Linked DNA regions of Callithrix jacchus: region 2 is linked to region 1. Evidence: chromatin contacts called from public Hi-C data. All regions are on one chromosome and are shown on one strand. The core of a region is the stretch at or near the end of the contact, and the rest is flanking DNA. Distances in the headings are between cores, read along the strand shown.

Region 1 (5,444 bases), core at 1,803-4,302:
ATATAGTGAGAGAGCTTTGAAGAGAAAAAAAAAATCTAAGAACATTGATGGCAACAGTCAGAACAGACATAATGTACAGAACATTCAAATTCAGATGCTTTATAAATTCTTAGGAGTATTTGGGGATGAATGGTGATAACCATTTCAACAGACGCTTATTTCATCAGCTCAATGTTAGAAGGTACAATTAGGGTTTTCTCCGTTAGTTATTGGGCCAATAAAACAGGAGAGAACTATAGAGAATGTTAAGTTAGAAATCTTTTCTCTTTTTCAGAATTTTATAGTTTAATAGTAATTTTTGTTGTGATTTACTACTATTTTTCAAATACATAATAACTAAAATTTTAAATACATATTTATTTTGGGATATTTTTAAAAGCAAGTTTTTTTCTGAAATGCCACTAGAAAAAGTATAAAACATAGTATTTTAGTTCAGCAGATAAAAAAAGCAATTGTGGCATGAATGCTGGATTAAATAATGAAATACAGAAAAAGAACATTTAGTGTTACCAGATTAAATATGATATGCAGGCACTGAAGAGAAAAGTGATCAAAACAGAAGAAGCCAAGTGCCAATGTTATCTAAGATGGACATTTACTTAATTTTATGCAGATGTTTTACTTTTAACAGATTTTTTCTAATAAAAACCATTCCATGTAAATGTCAGTCACTACTTTCATAAAGCCACAGAGGATAAATGGAGGAGCATTTTGGGTTCCTTTTTTTTTTTTAATCCTTCCCAAATATGGAAACAGTCTAGTTTCATGAGTGATGGCTGTTTATACATATCTAAGGAGTTAGGGGAAGGGGGAAGGCAGTGGCAGCGGAGTCAGACAATACACACACAATTCCAGAGCAGGGAAGAAAGTTTGAGGACCATAAGTTATCGACAAGAGCAGTCTCTTGCCACATGGCTATGATGATCAAGAAAGAAAAATATCTTATGTTTCAGATGGGAGTTGGGAGTTAGTGAAGGCTTCCTGAGGTTTTTTGCATTTAGTCAGGGCAAGATTTTGACAAGAGAGACTGGAGAAGCCAAGTACTTTATCAGAGAGAGCAACACTGGTCATACAGCAAGGTAGCAGGAAAACTGTAATTGACAAAAAGTCCTATAGTGGCATTATTTTTGAAAATGGTGCAACCACTGGTAAGAGAAGATTCCTCGTCCCCTGCGTTAGCACCAAGACTCATTTCAGTGAGTTGATGTTTAAAACCAAAAACTAATGAGCTTCATGTCTCCCCACATAAAACAGAATATGACATGTGTGGTAAAGTTAACTGAGGTCTGCAACAGAGGTACCATTAACCATGTCAACATAGGCACAAATGTAATCTTATGTTTAGCAGATCATCATAATCATGTGGCAAGAGCCCAGAAGGCTCATTATTCTCATTTCTGTCATTTAACAGTGGAATTGCCATCAGTAAAATAAAATAGTAACTTCAACTCTATTGGGAGTAGAATTTTCCAAAAAATTACCAGGTAAACATCCTTCTAAAGTTTCACCCATAAAATTATCTGAGAGCACAGATCTAAATGACAATATAAACAAAGCACCAGTAGAACAGTTTTTGTTTAGTGTCTTCACTGTGCGTGAATCTATTCCAACTTGATGGCCTCGCCATAAGAAGGTGAGGAACTGGCAGGTTCTGATTATTGGGGGAAAATTAAAAACAAATATCCTGCCAACCCAGAAAATGCAATACAGAAAGACAATTTTATTAGTAATGAGGCATTCAACTAGGCTTTGATGAACATCATAGCTAATCTGCTAATGAGGTTACAAAAAAAGTAGGAAATCCCACTTTTCTTTATATAGTCAAGGAGGCACAATCCATTACACACACATTCTCAAGAAAATTGGTAACTAGTCCTCATATAAGAGGGCTTAATATAGTGTTCTATACATTCTTTCATATTTCCTCTTTAATTCATTTGGTAATTGGGGTAACCACCTGTGTTAGCTAATGGCTTTCCTCCTAATGCATAGCTCTATAACAAAGCAGGTGTTTACAATTAGGAATAATGCACCTAGGTTAAACTTCCAAAGTGACAAGGAGATTGGGGCCCTATCTTCTTTGATGTTTACATTTTCAAAGAAATGGCTTCCAGACCCTCAAGAAAAGCATTCCTAGGTCTTTAAAAAGATTTGCATACATATTAAATAGAGGAAGTATGCACAAACACTAGTTTCTCAAGAAAAAAAGGCAACAGGGAAAATTTTGGCAACAGGGAAAATTCGTGATTTTTAAATTTAGTCTTAGTTTTGAGTGTGTTATCAAACAAGTCCCTTTAATTCTTTCTCATTGCATGTGTGTGGACTGCCCTTTGGTAAGAAGTGCAGTGATGTCGCTGCGGCTACGTGCGTGTTGTGAACCTGCTCTCCAACAAGATCACCGAAAAGACATTTTTAAAAATGCAGACACGTCCTTGTTCATTTCCAATTCCCTTTCTCACACTAGTGTCACGTTAGGCCATTAACTGACGTTCAGCTTTCAAGCCTTACGTAAAGAACCATTCCCTTGTGGTGAATCACCCAAAACGAGCAGGTCAAGGGCAGAAGACGGGAGTTCACGTCCTAAGACTTCCCTGAAGCGGCGGGATCTTCCACACAGAAACCAACCGCAAGGCCAGACAAAACTGCTGTAATGGCCTTCAAATTTTTCCCTTTCTAACCCCGTTCCCCTTGGAGCTGCCGTAAGGAGGAAAGTGCGGGGGTTAGGAGGCAGAGCCGCGCGTTCTCCCGGACTGGGAGGAAGGGACTGCGCCCTGGCCCCGCGGGCTGGCAGAGACCACGAAGGGGTCGCAGAGGACCGTGGCAGCGGAGTCCAGGCCCAAGGCCTCACGCCCTCGCTGGGGCGCCGCGGCTCAGCTTTCTGGCCCTCCCAGGGTGCGAGCACGCCTCCACTCCGGAACTGCATTTCGGCAGACTGGGTCATCACAGGCTGAGGAAAACCATCGTCTCTCACCTCGACTTTGACTACAACGGGTGTGAAACGGCTTTCCCGATCTCCCGGACGACCGTGCCACCCGTCGGCTTGACGTCAGGGCGCGGTGACGTCACGGCCCACGCCAGTCGTCAACGCTTCCCTGCACCGCCCAGGGCCTCACGCACCGGGCGGAAGTGGGAAAACTGGTGGCGGGGCTCGGAAGGATGGGCTAATCTTACGCGGAGTGTTGTGAGAGGGAGAAAAGGGTATCGAGGGATGAGGCGGGCGAGGGGGCTGATAGCGGCTGCTGAGGTGGAGGGAGCCGTCCCAGTCTCGCAGGGGCGGGGGAGATGGAGAGAGGCACTGCCACAAGTCGGGAACCTACCGCCCTACCTCTCACCCCCGGCTCTGGGCCTGTGTGGCCAACACAGCAGTGAGCAGTTACTGTTCTTGAGCAGACGAAAAAGAGATGCCTGTAGAGGCTCCTGTAGAGGTCATGGGAAGTTCTGGTCTCAGCTGTTGCAGCGAGGGCAAATTAATTGGGAAGGCGTTGGTGACATTTCCATTCTAGTCCAAAGTAGTGAAGATTCAGGACTTAGTTCAAAAAGTATTTTGAGACCTCCTAGTCTACACATTATTTATCGCAGGCTGCTCACCCTTACACGTGACTAACTTCCCTTTATTCATATATTCATTCATAAAACAAGTATTTATTGCCTACTACTCGACAAGCAGAGCAGCATACTGAAATAGGGTGATACTCTGTGACTGATCAAGGCAGGAGCAGCCATTGGTATAATTAGCAGGTGACTTATTCGTAGTTCAGATCTTGCCTCTCTGAGGATTATATAAGGTCCAAGTACAGCTCTTTCAAGAACCAAAGAAAATACTAATGGCTCTCTAGCAGGCAAAGAGACTGGTTTAGTATTGATAAAATAAGATCAAGTAAATACAAAGAAAATTAATTGAACCTAGAGAAGTGATTAAATGATCCAGAGCAGTACTGGTTCACCAGTTAAACTGCTTATTGATAGCTATTAATGACACCATGAAGTATTGAACACTTTAGTGCCTTGTTCCTTGGCACTAAAAAGTCTAGGAAATAGGCGTATCTTGTACACTTGACCTGACTGATATTTTTGCCCCAGTGCCTACTCTTGATTTTCTGTTTCCACTCCCTCAAAGAGGATTACTTATCTGGGAAAAAAAAATAAGCAATAACTGGAGGAAGAAAAGGATGAAGAGGCCTAGAGGACAGTCAACCAAGTGTTCAGCTACAAAATGCTTATGAGAAGCAGAAAGAACTTTCAGAGCTATTCATCCTCATCATATTTATCTGAGGGACAGTGAAGGTAGGACTGCTCTCATTTTGTAATAATGGAAGTTTGGATATAGGACACCAAAACCAGTACCTATCTGGGACAGGAATTTGCACAACTAATGCAAGATCACTCTGTTCTGAGGCTACTTTTGCTAATAGTATTACTATCAGCAGTAAGACTATTTATTGAGTACTTTGTGTATATGACAAGGAAAGGCAACACTTTAAGGATGGAAGAAAATCCAGCTCAAAAGCTGAAGTTCACTCTGTGGTTTAATTTCATCTGTGTTTATTTGCCTACATAATGTCTTTGAGATCAATTTCCTTTCCATTGTAAATTTACCTTAGACCTGCACTGTCCAGTAAGGTGGCCTCATGTAACTAATTTCATTAAAATGAAGTAAGTTTAAAAATTCCATTGCTATATTGATTTTAAGTGCTCAGTAGTCATGTAGGTACTGTATGATATAACATAGATACAGAATTTTCATTATCATAGAAAGTTGGGCTGGGCCTGGTGGTTCATGCTTATAATCCCAGAGCTTTGGGAGGCCGAGGCAGGAGGATCCTTGAAGCCAGGAGTTTGAGACCAGCCTGGGCAATATAGTGAGACTCTGTCACTATAAAAAAAAATAAGTCTGATGTGATGACACACATCTGTAGTCTTAGAAAGGCCTAGGCTAGAGGATCACTTGAGCCCAGGAATTTGAGGCTACAGTGAGCTATGAGCTGGCCACTGCACTCCAGCCTAGGTGACAGAGCCAGACCCTGTCTCTTAAAAAAAGAAAACAAAGAAAAAGAAAGTTGGAAAGCAGTAGACCCCAGTAAGAAATTCAAGGGATAAGAGTTAAATTATGAAGAATAACATTTTTTAAAAGGTGTTATTCCTGAAAGAAGATAGTGTAAAGGAAGTATTGTGACAGGATGTTACAAAATAGGTTAAAAAAAAAAAAGCCACGTATCCTGTGCTCTGTGTTGGTGTTTAGTCTTGGTCTTTCTTCAGGTTTCTCACTTGCCCTCCCTAATCCTTCTTCCTGCCCCATTACTGTCCATGCTAGAACTGAAGTACAATTTAAAATAATCCCATCATTGGGCATGTTTAATAAAGTTTTGGGTTATGCTGTTAATTTTTAATTGAGCTAATTTTCACTTTTTACTGTGACTTTTAAAAATTATCCAGTAATAGCCAAA
Region 2 (5,444 bases), core at 1,097-3,596, 140 kb after region 1:
GATGGAATACTAGGGTGTGTTTAGTAAGAGAAGCCACATCAGCAACAAACACTGCACACTGTGTCAGAAAACAAGCACAACTTGGTAGCACAAAAAGAGCTTCCTAGTTCTTGTCTTCAGAAAAGTTACATATAGACAGTTTTAAAAAGGCAAATGATGGCATGTTATTGAAAAATAAAACAATATAAACACACGCCAAATATCAGATTCCTAATCAACTAATGAAAGAGACGAAAAAGTCCTATCTTCCAAGAATCACAGCCCTTGAAAAAAACCTGAATTTGAAAACATTTACCAAGATTGTGCCAAGTGAGAAAGGAATGGTGATGAGCAATTAATCCTCTCTTGTCCAACAGACTGAAAGAGATCTGTGACGCAAGGGCCCATGACTTAATCAAATATGCATCCTAGGTGCCCAGTAAAGTGCCTACCACAATGCACACAGCTGGTGTTTCATATACATTTTGTTAGCTGAATTAGTTAAGAAAAGCTTAGTTCTTTGTTGTTGGTCAACAAAAGATAAAATTGAGTCCCCCAAAAATGAATATTAAAAATCTCTTTGGAGAGTCATAATCTATGTGTAAGAAGTGCATCAAATTCAGAAAAGTAAAATACAAAGCATAGTTTATAACAAAGTGTTAAGTGTACATGATAAGTACAAAAGGAAAAGGCAGAAAAAGGAGAGTTCATTGTGAGCTGGCATTGTTAGGGAAAGCTTCACGAAGAAGGAGGGATCTGACATGAGACATAAATCAACTGGAAAGCAGCCAAGCCAGGCATTATTATTCATCATTCGGTGCTGTTGCCTCAAGGCACAATTGGCACAGATTGTGGTATTCCCTCTCCACCATACCAAACTGGCCTGTGCTTTCCCCACGCGCACTCACTCTGACCACTCCTATCAAATCCAATCAAGGCAAAACAGACACTAAATCAATTTCATTTATGTGCGTGTCTGCGCGTACACACGCAAGCAAGCTCGCAACTTTGCCTATTATTGCCCTTCATCAAACTCGGAAACAAAACTGGGCGGGCAGAGAACTGGAGGAGTGGCTGGAGTGGGGAAGCGACTAGAACCTAGTTCCTCAATTAGTTTTCGTAACAGAAAAATAAAGATGAGGACATATCCTCCGGTCTCCAGCGGCAGGCAACACACCGCGACACCCCTCACCTCCTGATGCCGGGGTTCTCCGGCACTCCCCGCTGACTGCCCCTCGCTAAGAAACCGCCGCTCCTAAGCCTGCCCGCCAGCAGCCGCGCGACGCCCCGGCGCCGACCGAGCCCGGGTCCGAGCGACGCCTCCTGCCGGCCGCGGCGGTTTGCTCAGCTCCTAGTCCCGGGCCGCGCCAACTCCGCGCAGCGCAGCTGAGGCGCCGCCCGGCTCTGCAATTCCGGGTGTTCCCGGGCGTCCCCGCCCCTGCCTTCCCCTCAGCAGGCGTCGGGGCGCCCCCAACCCCTGTCCAGCCTCCTCCTGACCGAAGACCCGCCCCGGCCTCCCTGCAACCCAGAAGTCACTCGCGGCACCTTTCCCTTTAATTCTTCTTTACCTCCTCAGCCCACCTCCCGAGGAGGTCCCACGGGTCTTGAAGGCTTGCAAAACTGAGCCGCGAAGCGCGAGGGAAACGCGGCTGACGCTTCCCGCGGCGGCTGGGAGGAAGGCGAAGACTTGTGCGCTTTCAAAGTTAACGTGAAAATAGCTTCCAAACTTCTGGGCTGCAGCCCGAAACGCAGGGTAGCGGGAAGGCTCCGGCAGCCGCTGTGCCCTCCCCCCGGGTCTGGGAAGGGCTCCTCCGCGTCTCAGAGCACCCGGGGTCGGCCGGCGGGAAAGGCCACATAGACGCACCCCCGCCCTGACGAACTGGGAAGGGGCAGGCGCCGGCGACCCCAACTAAATCCCTCAGCGCCTCGGTCTGATGTATACACCTGCCAGAGGCTCCAAGTGCCTAATAAGTGTAAACCAATTCTTTCCTGATGCTGACAGGATCCGAGTGAATTTGGTACAAAGGGCAGTCTCAAAATCAATCACCCCGATCCGCGACAGCCCAGCACACTCCTGGCGAGGGGCCGGGGCCGCGAGGCCGGCGCTCGCATTCCCCGCTAGCGTCCCTCAGCCCCTCAGCACCCACCCGGAGCCCTTTACCTGAACGAGAGTCTGAGAGAACGGACGACTGGAGCCGGGTCGGAAGCAGCGTCCGCGCCGGGGGTCAGCGCCGAGGGCGGGAGCCGGCGTCTAGGGATCACAGAGCGGCGACGCGGCCAGCCGCGCACGGGCCATTCCGCCGCCGCGAACGCAGAAAGCCTTGACCGCGCTCTGAGTCCAGCCAGCTCGCCTGTCACTTCGATCTCTGCTTTTAGGGCTTCCGGTCGCCGCCTCCCGACGGCCCCGTCGCGGAGGCGGAGCCTGGGCGGTCGGAGGGGGATGGGGTGGGGTGAGGAGGCCGGGCGCTCAGTGGGTGCCGGGAAGAAGACCCGCCCCCTGCACGCGCGTGCGCGCTCGTTCGAGGAGAGGCTCGCTGGCTGTGTGTGGTGGACTTGTGCTCCCGCGAGGGGGCGTGTCCTTTCTCTGGCCCGCAGGGTCCCTGCGGGTCCGCGTCCGGCTGTGAGGAAGGAAAGCGCGTGCTGCGTGGCGTGGTCTCCACCTGCCTGCGGACAGATAGAGGGTCACTGTGTTCCGAAGAGACCCAGGCACTCTAGGGAGGATGTGAAACGGAACAACCCGTTTCGGTGAGGTTGGCTTTGTTTACTTGCCTCCTCCCCAGACGCCTCCAGCCCCTGATGCCGGAGCACTCTGTGAGGAAGCAAACGGCCGCCTCCGCCACCGCCGCCACCAGACGAGGTCGCTTGCCCCGCGCGGGACAGGCCGGACGGGCTGCGCACCTGCAGGGGCCGACTGTTTCGTGGGCCTCGTACGCCACCTTGCAGAAGGGAAACCTAGCTCCGAGGCTTTAACGTTAGAAGCGCATTTACTTGCGTTTTAAAGCCCACAAACGCCGTAGTGACTAATTTATTCTTTCAGCAAATGTCTGCCAGAGCGCCTATTACGTGCCAGGCATGTAGCCTGGACTTCATTTTTGTCCTCGTGGAGCTTGTAGAGCACTGTGTACTCACCTCTGAAATACACACCACATATGGAATGGCCATATTTTCTGGGCTGTAAAATACTTTTTGAATTGTGACGCCATATATTGAATCGATTTTCAGTGGTGAGATTTTCATTTATATGAAAAAAAGTGCTGGTAATTCCAGACAGGGAAGTCAGTAAAACTAGAAGCTAAGAGGTAATAATCATAGACGTTATGATTGTAAGCCTTTGTTAAACTGTTCTAAACCAGACTGGGTAAGCACACCAGCAAAGAATAGATTAAGGGTGTTACCTTTTCAGCAGCTTATTTCAAATTGCATCAAGGCCATCAAACTAAAGTGAATGATTTGGGCGGAATTCAGAGGACAATAGGTAAAAGATGAAAATCTTGACTTTTAAAATCTTATTGAGACAAGATCTTGCTCTGTGTCTACTTGTACATAGATTGCCTAGAAACTAATATTTGAGTTTACCATATTACTGTTCGCTTTCTGTTTTTCTAGTTTGTTGTTTATTTACTGTCCTTTTAATAATTTTTAATTCCACTGTTTTCCAACAATTAGGTTATTTGTTATACATTCTTCATACTTTTAGTAGTATTTCAGTTATTTATTGCTGTGTTCAAACCACCCCCAAAATACAATGACTTAAAACAATGGCTTTTTTATTTGCTCATGATTCTGAATTCTCTGGCTCAGGAATTCAGTCAGAGCATAGTACAGGTGGCTCATTTCTGCTCCATGATGTCTGGGGCCTGGCTGGAATGGCTCAACTAGGGTCATAAATCTTGGGACTTGAGGATGGACATGGAGTCTCATGACAAAAATGAACGTGAGCATGATGTGGAAAATATGGAGATGGAAGCCACAAGCTAAGGATGCTGGAACAGAAAGAAGGCTGTTACCTACATACCTTGGTTTTTCTCTTCATGGCTTCTCCATGTGGCTAATCTAGGCTTCCTCGCAGCATCATAGTCTTAGAGTTGCAAGAGCGCACATTCCAAAAAGACAAGCCTCAATGTGCAAGCCTTTACCTTTATCATGCTTACTACTGTGTCACTGGCCAAAGCAAGTCACATGGCAAAGCTCAGTATCAGTGTGGGAAGGAACTACACAAGATGGTGAATATTGGGAGGTGTGACATATTAGTAGTTACTTAGATTAGGGACAGACCACCTTAATCCAATCAAAGAATAATTAAAAGTTACTTCCAGGGTATAGCCCAGTTCCAACTTAAAATCTTTCCTCCTCAGGTCCTGAACTCAAAATTTTTACTCATCCAATTCCATACCCACTCTCCTTGAAACAGTTGAAAACTTGGGCTAGTTTCCCAACCTCTCTCCACTATTGCTTTCTGAATGTTAATTGCCTCAAAGGGAAAAATGGCACCAAATTCTGGACTCAAAGTCTTGGATTTAGGCTCTTCAGGCTGCTGAAGTTTTACTGTTCCAGAAAAGTTATCCTCTACAATCTCTACTTCAGATGTGGCTCATCTTTTTTTGAAGGAAGGGTGATAATGTGCCTAGCTGAAAAATTCATTTTCCTGTATCCCATGCAGTTATGGATGGCCATGGGATACCCTTCTAGACACATGCTTGAGATTTCTAGAAAAGCATTTCCTTTCCTAATATAGAGTCACCCATTTCTTTTGTTCTTTCTTCTAGAATAACAGAATGGAGATGAAATTTCATGACAAAGATGAAGATGAGTATGACTTGGAAAATATAAAGATAGAAGCCATAAGCTAAGGATGCTGGGGCAGAAAGATAGAAGGAAATTGATTCACTCATGACCTCTTGAAATTGCTGCAGCTGTCCTAGATTGGCTGCCTCTAGATTCAATGTGTTTAAAAAATAAATCCCAATTTCATTAAACTGTTATCTGTTAGGTATAGATGAACACCTTCTTAGCTAATTCATAAACTGTATCTCCTAAGTAATCTTCCTGCTTCTAGGCTCTACCAGTTAGATACTAATGTAAGTAGGCTAGGCACAGTGGCTCATGCCTATAATCCCAGCACTTTGGGAGGCTGAGGTGGGTGGACCATGAGGTCAGGAGATCGAGATCATCCTGGCTAACACAGTAAAACCCTGTCTCTACTAAAAATACAAAAAATTAGCTGGGCATGGTGGCATGTGCCTGTAATCTGAGCTACTCGGGAGACCGAGACAGGAGAATCACTTGAACCCAGGAGGTTGCAGTGAGCAAGATTGCACCACTGCACTCCAGCCTGGGCGACAGAGTAAGACTCCGTCTCAAAAAAAAAAAAGTAATGTGAATTAGTATGTCAGAAATACGAGAACTGTCACAAAGCAATACAACTTTTGTAACATTTCCTGCTAATTCCATAAATATATCAAACT

The links. Hi-C and Micro-C count contacts between places; a contact is called where the count stands out from the background.
Region 2: a Hi-C map of skeletal muscle shows a contact between it and region 1, with 5 times the contacts expected there. The contact joins the promoter of TIPARP here to the promoter of LEKR1 in region 1. A contact is called at or near these places in 2 of 3 Hi-C or Micro-C datasets (both in skeletal muscle).

Annotation. Positions count from the first base shown.
Region 1 is chr17:28,731,719-28,737,162 of calJac240_pri, forward strand. It overlaps LEKR1 (leucine, glutamate and lysine rich 1), which reads right to left and starts at 3,053. Exons shown (of 13, transcript XR_013528479.1): 1 at 2,972-3,053; 2 at 1-14. It overlaps LOC103788753 (a long non-coding RNA gene), which reads left to right and starts at 3,077. Exons shown (of 12, transcript XR_013528510.1): 1 at 3,077-3,198; 2 at 4,118-4,284.
Region 2 is chr17:28,872,631-28,878,074 of calJac240_pri, forward strand. TIPARP (TCDD inducible poly(ADP-ribose) polymerase) reads right to left here and starts at 2,347. Exons shown (of 6, transcript XM_078353980.1): 1 at 2,141-2,347. LOC144579962 reads left to right here and starts at 1,914. Exons shown (of 3, transcript XM_078354562.1): 1 at 1,914-1,997; 2 at 2,102-2,724; 3 at 4,746-5,444. The coding sequence starts at 1,914. The coding sequence ends at 4,764.